Linked DNA regions of Hordeum vulgare: all the other regions are linked to region 1. Evidence: chromatin contacts called from public Hi-C data. All regions are on one chromosome and are shown on one strand. Each heading gives the region's core, a stretch centred on a gene start, on an enhancer-like site or on the middle of the called end of the contact. The rest is flanking DNA. Distances are from core to core; before and after follow the strand shown.

Evidence for each region. A called contact is a pair of places that touch in the nucleus more often than the background predicts.
Region 2: a Hi-C map of seedling shows a contact between it and region 1, with 2.9 times the contacts expected there. The contact joins the promoter of LOC123444110 here to the promoter of LOC123444109 in region 1. A contact is called at or near these places in 3 of 6 Hi-C or Micro-C datasets (leaf and seedling) and 1 of 1 datasets of contacts at active chromatin or transcription factors (embryo).
Region 3: a Hi-C map of seedling shows a contact between it and region 1, with 3 times the contacts expected there. The contact joins the enhancer-like site here to the promoter of LOC123444109 in region 1. A contact is called at or near these places in 3 of 6 Hi-C or Micro-C datasets (leaf and seedling) and 1 of 1 datasets of contacts at active chromatin or transcription factors (embryo).

The regions. Positions count from the first base shown.
Region 1 is chr3H:431,063,379-431,066,262 of MorexV3_pseudomolecules_assembly, reverse strand. LOC123444109 (60S ribosomal protein L37a-1) reads left to right here and starts at 1,518. Exons shown (of 5, transcript XM_045120725.1): 1 at 1,518-1,634; 2 at 2,230-2,269; 3 at 2,351-2,439. The coding sequence starts at 1,632.
Region 2 is chr3H:431,337,269-431,340,478 of MorexV3_pseudomolecules_assembly, reverse strand. It overlaps LOC123444110 (YTH domain-containing protein ECT3), which reads right to left and starts at 1,422. Exons shown (of 9, transcript XM_045120726.1): 1 at 1,111-1,422; 2 at 62-126. The coding sequence starts at 1,147.
Region 3 is chr3H:430,728,517-430,731,518 of MorexV3_pseudomolecules_assembly, reverse strand. LOC123444106 reads right to left here. Exons shown (of 14, transcript XM_045120721.1): 14 at 1,986-2,549. The coding sequence ends at 2,451. Among protein-coding and RNA genes, the nearest start is that of LOC123444106, 13 kb to the right of the region's middle. Within about 2 kb of position 1,393, at least 3 of the 3 cell types and tissues checked have open chromatin away from gene starts, as enhancers often do. A contact at or near this core is called in leaf and seedling, where this site is marked.

The sequences.
Region 1 (2,884 bases), core at 269-2,768:
TTTTATTAAATTGATTAGGGTAAGTAAAATCACCACATCTCATGGTATTGGAATTAAAAGGGGTTTTTAGGCATGGTTTTGGTAAAAGGGTTTGGGAGATGATCCACACCACAAACTCACTTGCAAACACACCTCTCCACACATGCACCCACACCACAACAAGCACACAAGCTTATGATGCAACAAATAATTATAGTGATGATGCCATGATGTCATGCTGAATGTCATGAAGCAATTTTATTAATCCAACACACATGAGGACAAACATGGAGGTCATACATGGAATATATTACAAAGGTGGCAAGGAAATGCACTTGGGGTGTTACAACTCTCCCACATTATAAGAGGATCTCGACCCGAGATCTAGGATTCAAAGAACTCAGGATATTCGAAACGGAGAAGGTCCTCACATTTCCAAGTGGCTTCTTTATCAAAATGGTGTCACCATTTCACTTCGAGGAATTTGATAGACTTGTTGCGAGTCTTGCGCTCGGTCTCTTCGAGAATGGCAACTCGATGCTCATGATAGGAAAGGTTTGGGTGGAGCTCAATGTCTTGGAAGTCAATTGTGCGCTCTGGCAATAGATGCACTTATAACTTGGCACATCAAAAGAATCAAGTTGGGAGTCAAAACGGACAAGTTCAAGCCACGAGATGAAAGGCCCTCTGGGCTATTTGATGATTTGACATTCAATAAAGTGTCCAAATTGAATATCGAAGGACACAAACGCACCAGGCTTTTCTCTAGCAATCCAACGAGCCCCAAAACGTTAAAATTGGAGTTCATATGAAGATATGGCGACCAAAATACAAAAGAGCTCCCAGAATCCAGAATTGATGACGGCCTTGCATACGACCACAACTGCTCGTTTGGACGCCCGTACGATCTCTAGGCAGCTTCATAAACGGGAAAAGACTAAAGTGAGCCAACCGATCGCACGTTCACTTTCGTCGCATGCGCAACCATCACATGCGAGATTGATGAGCCGACGCACAATTAGCAAGGACGTCCACAACTAACGTGTGTGCTTGTGTCACTTACAGTTTTTCTGTAACATTATCTGTGTTGTAGAAGTCCTTCTGCAACAACACACATGTTGCAAAAAAATTAAGACAAAAATATCTACAACGCCATATGTGTTGTAGAAGTCTTTTCGCAATGACAGCCATGCTAACAAAAAGTTAAAATACTTTTTTTACAACATCATTTGTGTTGCAAAATCTTTCCGCAACGAAACTCATGTTTTTAAAAAGTTCAAAATTTTTTGTAATAAAACCTCTGTTGCAAATGTTTGTACAACAAGAGATCTGTTGTGATGGCTAGGAAGGGGTCGGACCGTTCGATGACCCCGATCAAAGGATGATCCGTCGTCACACGCGTAGTGTGTGCTACTATGTGGAGGTTTATTTTTTAAGGCAATACACACTATGTGTAGGAGTGATAAGCCCACATATATGTGCACTTTATCCAGCCCACATGTAATAGCCCAACCGTTGAAGGCCCACTTCCACGGAAACCCTAGCCTCCGGTATATAAGCTCTCTCTAGCGCCCCTTGCCCGAGCCCTCGCACGCGCGCCGCCATCTCCCCGTCTACGCCGCAGCAGCCGCCTCCTGCTACTCGCCGCCGAGATGGTACGTTCCTCCCGTACTTCCTTTCCATGCGCAACCTATGGCGGTAGTGAAAAGCGTTTCGCTCTTGGATGCGGCGTTTCTTAGGATCCATCCTGCTAGATCGTAGGGTTTCTAGGTGCGAAATCATGGCGCAGCAGTTGGATTGTGTGTTACTCATACGTTGAGCTCTCTCGAGCTTACCGTTGCACCACTTGTGCTAGCCCGCAGTTATGCTTTGCGTTTTTGTATGCAAACTTCCTCTGGGCCAATCGGTGTGTTCTACAATTCGCTTAGATCCTGGTGTATTTAGGATACTTCCCAGGTTCTCAACCAGTCCCATAGTGTACACCAACTGCATTGACATGGTGTTGTGGGGGCTTGTGGCTTGCAAGGTAGTAGAAAAGAGCCATCTGCTCAAGTGGTTGAGTGCAGACTGGACGTAATATCAGAGCTTTTTGTTTATCTAATGTACCATTTTGGTTTGGTCGAACTTAAGCTTTCCACAGCCACTTTAGTTAATAAATCTTCAATATGCATTAGCAATTGCTTCACTGATTGTATTATGATCATTTTATTATGCTGCTTGGTAATTTGTTGTTTTGTTATGTCTATTCAGACGAAGCGCACCAAGAAGGCTGGAATCGTCGGGAAGTATGGTATGCGCTTGTAACATTTGACTCTTTTCCCTGTTCATGTGGTTCTGCTATTTTCTGAAATTAGCCCTTGCAATGTTATAGGAACCAGGTATGGTGCCAGTCTGCGTAAGCAGATCAAGAAGATGGAGGTGTCTCAGCACTCCAAGTACTTCTGTGAATTCTGCGGGAAGGTATGTCTTCTGTCACCTACTTGATCATACAGTGCATTGTGTGAATGCTATCTACTACTCCCTCCGTTCGTTTTGACAAGACATTTCAGACAGCTTGCTTTGCACTGATTTAGGCAGTGTCTGAATGTCTAAAACGTCTTGTACAATTGAACAGATGGAGTATATACAATGAACTGTTATTGTTATTGTTTGTTGGGGTAGTACTGTACACTAACTAGCGAGGAGCTTTCCGTGCAGCTTCATATTTATTGATGCTTGCTGTGGTATTTTGTGCTGCTTTCTATGTGTTTTTAGCCCAGTGATAGTTTTGCCGTGTTAGTGGTCAATTGCTCTAACCTTGTTATGTAGTTATCCTGCAGTATCTTGTGTTGTTTAAGCTGTTTTCTCTTCTATTTGCAGCAAAAAGTGTCCAGTTTGGTTTTATTTTGTCCATTGTAATTGTACT
Region 2 (3,210 bases), core at 173-2,672, 270 kb before region 1:
TGTACGCTGAGATAAGCAAGCGGTATACTAGTATATATGTATAGAGGAATGAGAATCTTACCAAGTTGCCGTTGCTTGCCTTCGTGCTAGCATCAATCTTCAAGTTCTCTACTGCCTCTTCTATAGCTGGAAGATGCAAAAGTCAAGGCTTGCAAACAGAATATATACTTGAAAGGTCATTGCCCATGAGTGAGAACAAAATAAGCCAACAAGCCCAGATTGATGGATTGAAATGTTCTTGGTCCAATAATGCACAATAATTGCCTTGAATGAGCCCGTTAGAGATCAGAAGATCTACAGCGATCATCTTTCTGATTAAGTGCAAGAGACCGTTACATGAGCAACTTCGTGGTTCGCAAACACCATGCAGCAGCAGCAGATCAATAAGGGCATACAGCAACCGTATTCCTAAGTATACAAACCATATTATTGGCGCAGCTGCTAATAAATGGGAGTTGGCTCAGCTCTCACCATCTCTGAAAATCCGACATGTGAGGGATACCTAACAAATCTAATTGTGAATATAAAACAACAGAGACCTGCCCTGGCATGGTAATGGTAGGACGGCAAAACTGAATTATGTCGACAGCAGATTGAACTGTTTCGAAGTTTTCATGAAAAATGCTACGCGCCCAACGACAATTCAGCAACATAATCGACGATTTATTTATGTATTTTCAGACCGCGATCTGATCAGAGATCAAAAAGTCCCTTAAAGCCAGATCAGAGGAAAAGCTTTTCCAACCCTTTAAATTAAACAAGTGTAAAGAAAGATGAGAAATCAGGCTGAGTACACACGCCTGTCGTCCATGAAAAAAAGAAGAGGCAGAAACACTGGTACCAAACTGAAGAAAATACCCAAAAAAAATCGAGAATTTTGATCAAATACAGTAGTGGCATCTCTGACGGATAAAAGAGAGAGAGAGAGAGAAAAAAAATGGAGTTGGATGGCAATGGAACCGCTCAACTCAGCAGCACTGGGAAAGTTAGCAAATCAAAACAAATTTGAAAACACGGAGAAATCCCATTGATCGAATCCAAGAAGAAAGACAAGCCCGATATCATGTGTCAGATCCAGCTCCCGGCGGATGGACAAGGAGCAAAGGATACGCTTGTGGGTGAGCGCGGGCTTTGGCTTGGGCTCCATGAGGCCGCACCAGAGGTCGCCGCAGAAGAAGCCGGGGCTACGCGTGTCCTCCAGCTCGACCGTGGGTTGGGCCGGGAGGGACTCGCCGGAACCCTAGGCTGCTCCGGCCGCCTGTGCCGGAGGAGAAAAAGGAGCCGCGTCGGCGTCGGCGGCGTGGCGTGTGGTGTAGGGCGGGGGGCGCGGCCACGTGTGCGCGATCGGACGGCTGGGGAGCGGGGGTGGCGCGGTGTGGGGGCGGAGCAGCGAAGCGAAGCGAAGCGACGCGGCCGAAGCGGGCTCCTGAAATCTAGCGGGGGCGGGGGCGGGGGCTGGAGCAAAAGCAAAGCAAGGCAGCCGCTCCGCCTGTTGCGGCCGAATATTTGTAGCCTTTCAGCACTATGCGTTTCGCCTTTTTCTCTTGTGAGATGAGCTCGAAAGCTAACCATCGCGTTCCACATCGGTGCAATTTCATTTCTTGGTGCGTGATCAGTGTATTTGTGGTACGAGCGGCAGTTTTGTGATGTGAAGAAAAAGGGAGGCGAAATGTTGGTGGATGCCGCTGTCAACGTGAAGGTGCCGTCCGTACGGCCGTAAAAACGTGTCGTCAACTAATTCTGATGGCGTAAACTCTGTGATTTTCTTGATCTTAGCAAGTCAAGGTGGCGTGCGGTTTTTTATTTTTTTGGTTGATAGCAATCGGCGAGGAGCTACACCGGTTTGGATCGTGGAGAATAAGCGTCCAACCAACATGAACATTGAACTGTGTGCTCGCGGTCTACTAGATGTGTCGCGATAGCTTGACGGCAGTTAAGAGTGCCGGTCGGGGGGAGGGGGGGGCAGAGGATACATGCTGCGTTTTTCCAAGGTGAGGAATATTTGTGAAGGGCGACCCATATTTGGGTTGGGTCTAAAAGAAGAGGTGAAGAATTTCTGGTGGTCCAGATCACGATCGCTCGAAAATCAATCGTTTCCTGATGTGGGTGCGACCTGACCGCACCTGACCTGGCCGCGAAGGGAGAAATGAAGCGAAACAAGCCGGGAGCCCAACGACACCCAGGGGAATTCGGTGTCAAGCGCGGGCGGGCGGTTCAATTTGCGCGGGGTGCTGATCGCCGGTGCGGCAGGCAGGAGGCGACCAGAATAGTTGGCCTTTGGCATCAGGACAGGACCGCACGCGTTATCTTGGAGGATCAGTTGCGGAGTGGCGTCGGTGCAGGTGCGGTCTGGTGGCGCCCGTGCCCGCGTCAATAGTCGCCCGGGTTATCAACCAGACCGACGGCAACTATATTTTCGAAAAATTTCGATCTACTCCCTCCGTTCCGAAATATAAGACATTTTAAAGATTTGATTATAGACTACATACGGAGTAAAATGAGTTAACTTATTTTCTAAAATATGACTACATACATCTGTATGTAGTATATAGTGGAATCTCTAAAAGATCTTATATTTAGGAAAGGAGGGAGTATTTATCTTCAGTCATAATATTATAATAAACATCAGAAATAATAATAAAAATTACATTCAGATTTGTATATCATTTAACGATGACTACGATCACGGAAGCGAGTCGAAGACGTGTCGCCGTCATCGCCCCTCCCTCGCCGGAGCCACGCGTAACTTATTGTAGTATACGGTCGATAAGTCGTCGTGCTAAGGCCTTATAAGACCAACGCACCGGAACAACAATCGCCGCCGATGAGAAAGCTTTGATCGAAAGATTCAATCTAAAGACACGTGAACAAAGACGAACAAGGACCGGATCCAAACACATCCACCAAAGACAACCACCGACCAAATCTCGCGAAATCCACTGGTAACACACCTTCACACGTCCTCTAATGATACTAAACGCAACACCAAAACAGGGGATAGACGGAAAGAATCTTATCCCATCTCCAAGAAGTCGTCTTCGTCTCGTCTTTCTGAACATGATACAAACCCTGTCAAAACTTGAAGAAACACCTAGAAACAGAGTCGTGCCGCCAACAAAGGTCGGGATACACCGCGCACGCATGACCCTAAGAGCATATACAACCACGGTTTGCAAATTCGAACCCTCAAACATCCGCAGATGTTAGAGC
Region 3 (3,002 bases), core at 144-2,643, 330 kb after region 1:
AAATGTCAAAAGAAAAAAAAAGATTGGTGCTCCGTGTAACCGGGTGATCATGCGCGACGGAGCGGGCGTCCAGCCCGAATCCCACTCCCACGCGACGCCGCGCGCGCTGGGCTCATGCCCGATCAGGCACGACCCGGTATTGATTGGCAACAAGTTCCCAAAAGCGGAGCCACAAGCTTCAAATTTGTCCGCGACTACTGCTGAATGCCGATGGATGGGCGGGGAAAGAAGCAAGGCCACATGCCCAGCCCAGGCAGGCGGCAACATATTCTGTCACGGCACATGGTGGTACTCCATTGATGCCTGGCCCCTCCAGCTCATCATCCATTTGACCACGGTATCGCATTCGCAGGGTAGGAGCACCGTCACATGTGTCCCGTATTTACAAGCGCAGGAAGGAAAACTGCTCTGGCTGCAAGCTGATCCACAGGGCTAAGTGAAGGTCTTTGGAACGACGACTGGGCCGTGTTTACGTTCAGTTGGCAATCAGAAGGGATTCTATGGCCTGGATTTTTCTAGTCGATCTGTAGGTCGAGAGAAGAGTCGTAGGCGTTACAGGAGGATGTCTGCGTTCGTGGTCAGTATGTCACACGCGTATTCCGGATCTCACTGCATGCATGGTGAGTGATCACTAGTCTTATCATGCACAGCGAGGCGTGAGTAAAAAAATTACTAATATAAAAACCAATCCTTCTATCCTATCCCAGGTGATAATGAGAATTGTACTGTTTGTGTGTGTGTGTGTGTGTGTCTTACTGTCAGGCAATACAGGAGCAGCAGGAATGCTTGCATTGCAAGCCCTAAATCTAAGTGGGTTGTTGTATCAGGCACAGCAATGGAGCCAGCCTTCCCTTCAAGCGACGTAAAACTCGGCTACGCACTGCGAATTCAGGCTCAGAAACATGCACCGGGCTGCTCATCACAGGCCTTTACGACAGCGTGCCGATTCCCAAATGCTGACAGGCAAACGTGGCATCGGTCACCATAAGTTTCCGCAATACCAAATGGGGAAGTTGAGTTCACGCTCGAAAAGGTATACGGAGCTATGGAAGTTCAAATGATGACCGATGTAAGGTGCTACATGGAGATCAGTAACGACGCACTGGTAGTAGCAACAAGAAAAAGGGAAAGGCACGGCCACTTAGAACTTTCACAAGTCACAAGGAAACAAGATGCGAGATCGCCACTCACCAGCTGGACTACACCAATAGGCAATACGGAGTACCAGCACTAGCAGCAGCTCCTCATCCCCCCCTTGGTGGAGATACGTACGTACGTACAATGTGTGGACACAATCATACGCAAGTACAATATCTATCTGGTAGGCTGGTCGATTGCGTACGTACAGACTTTTCCTCACATTACATTACATTACAATTGCGTACACTGTTGTTTATGGAGGTTGGTACGCGGTCGAACATTCCCCGCGGAACAAGGCCGAATCAGTGGGGGGCTCTCTTACCACCATCATCATTGTAGAAAGAGAGAATTGTGGGGTTTTGTTATTTGTCTCCAGCTAACCGCAGCAGTTGACCTGGCCGTATGCGCATTAGCTGTAGCCGTAGGGTTGTTTCATGCATGTGTGTGGGCACATGGGCGCGATACGGTGCCGCAAACGCCTCGCAAAAGTCCATGCTCATACGTGCATGTCGACGCGTTTGCGACCTCTCTCGAGCGGATGATGATAAATTCATAATGCATGGCAGCCGTTCCAAGTGGCGCAGTACCGGCGAACCTGCAACTTGCCAATTATTGTGATTATCCGCTTCCAATCATCGGTGGCCTGCCGGTACGAGTGGCATTTGGCCAGCCGATCCGGAATGGATAGCCTGAAAGCCGGATGACGAGTCGAAAAATCAACAGGTCGGTGGGAAATACCATTCTCCTATATACCATACCAATACCAATTGCATGCTGGATGTTACCAAAATGTGGAATTTCCAAACGCAATACTGGCAAACGTGATACTGTAGACATCACCAAAATGCCATAACAAAGAAAAAGATACCAACACGCGCCGCACAAACAAAGTTCTCATATGTCAAATCTGCTAAGATATAGTTATATCTGGCCATGGGCCGGGCCCTAAAAAGCCCACGACAAAAAACTGAAGCCCAGGTCTGGCCCAGGCCCTGCCATCGGGCCTACTTTGAAGCCCTATCCCGGCCCATCTGTTGAAAAGCCCGTCGGGCTTGGGGCCGTGGGCTGAGCCTCTTCCTTAAAATCCCAATATGTCAAGTCCAAGCCTGGCCCGGCCCTGCCGGTGGGCTCAAAACTCAAGCCCAAGCCCGGCCCACAGGCAAGCCCATAGGGCCTAGGCCCTGGATTTTGAGGCCGGGCCAGGCCGGAGATGCCCAGGTATAGATATAGTATTCGATATTCAGTTATCCAACTTCACAGTCTGGATTCCTTTTTACATTTATGGTAGACTAACACAGGCTTCAGTGTTTTCAAAAATCACAGAACAGCAAGAGAGAGTCATCATGTCTAGTGAGGGCTAGGATCAAAATGTTCTTTCTGTTCCGCAGCTTTGTTTCGTCCTTCGAGCCCTGCAACACATGATATTTAAACAGTGAGTGAGTTGAGGTCAGGTTGCACACATCTGTGCAAGTAATATCTGCTTAAAGCCAACAAAGTTAGTTTCAACTAATCCCCATACTCATGAGTTATGGTATAGTTCATTCAGTAAGATGGCATGGTGGCAACTAATCCCACATATTGCAGGCAGGCAAGACATTATTCTTGTTATGACCAACGTGCATAGCACTGCACATCAATTGTCCACAACCTCCCAGTGATGGTACTAAATGTAAACTGATCTCAGCCCATTGGACTCTTCCATCTAGTAACTTGAAGAGTTATTTCTGACCAAGGTTTTCTATATGGGAGCAATGGGAATTATTGGTTTGGATATATGGTTGCATATCTTGCTGCTCTGCATTTGGGATGAACTAATGTAAGCCTGATCCCAGCCGAACAAGATTATGAAAATATGACTCGGT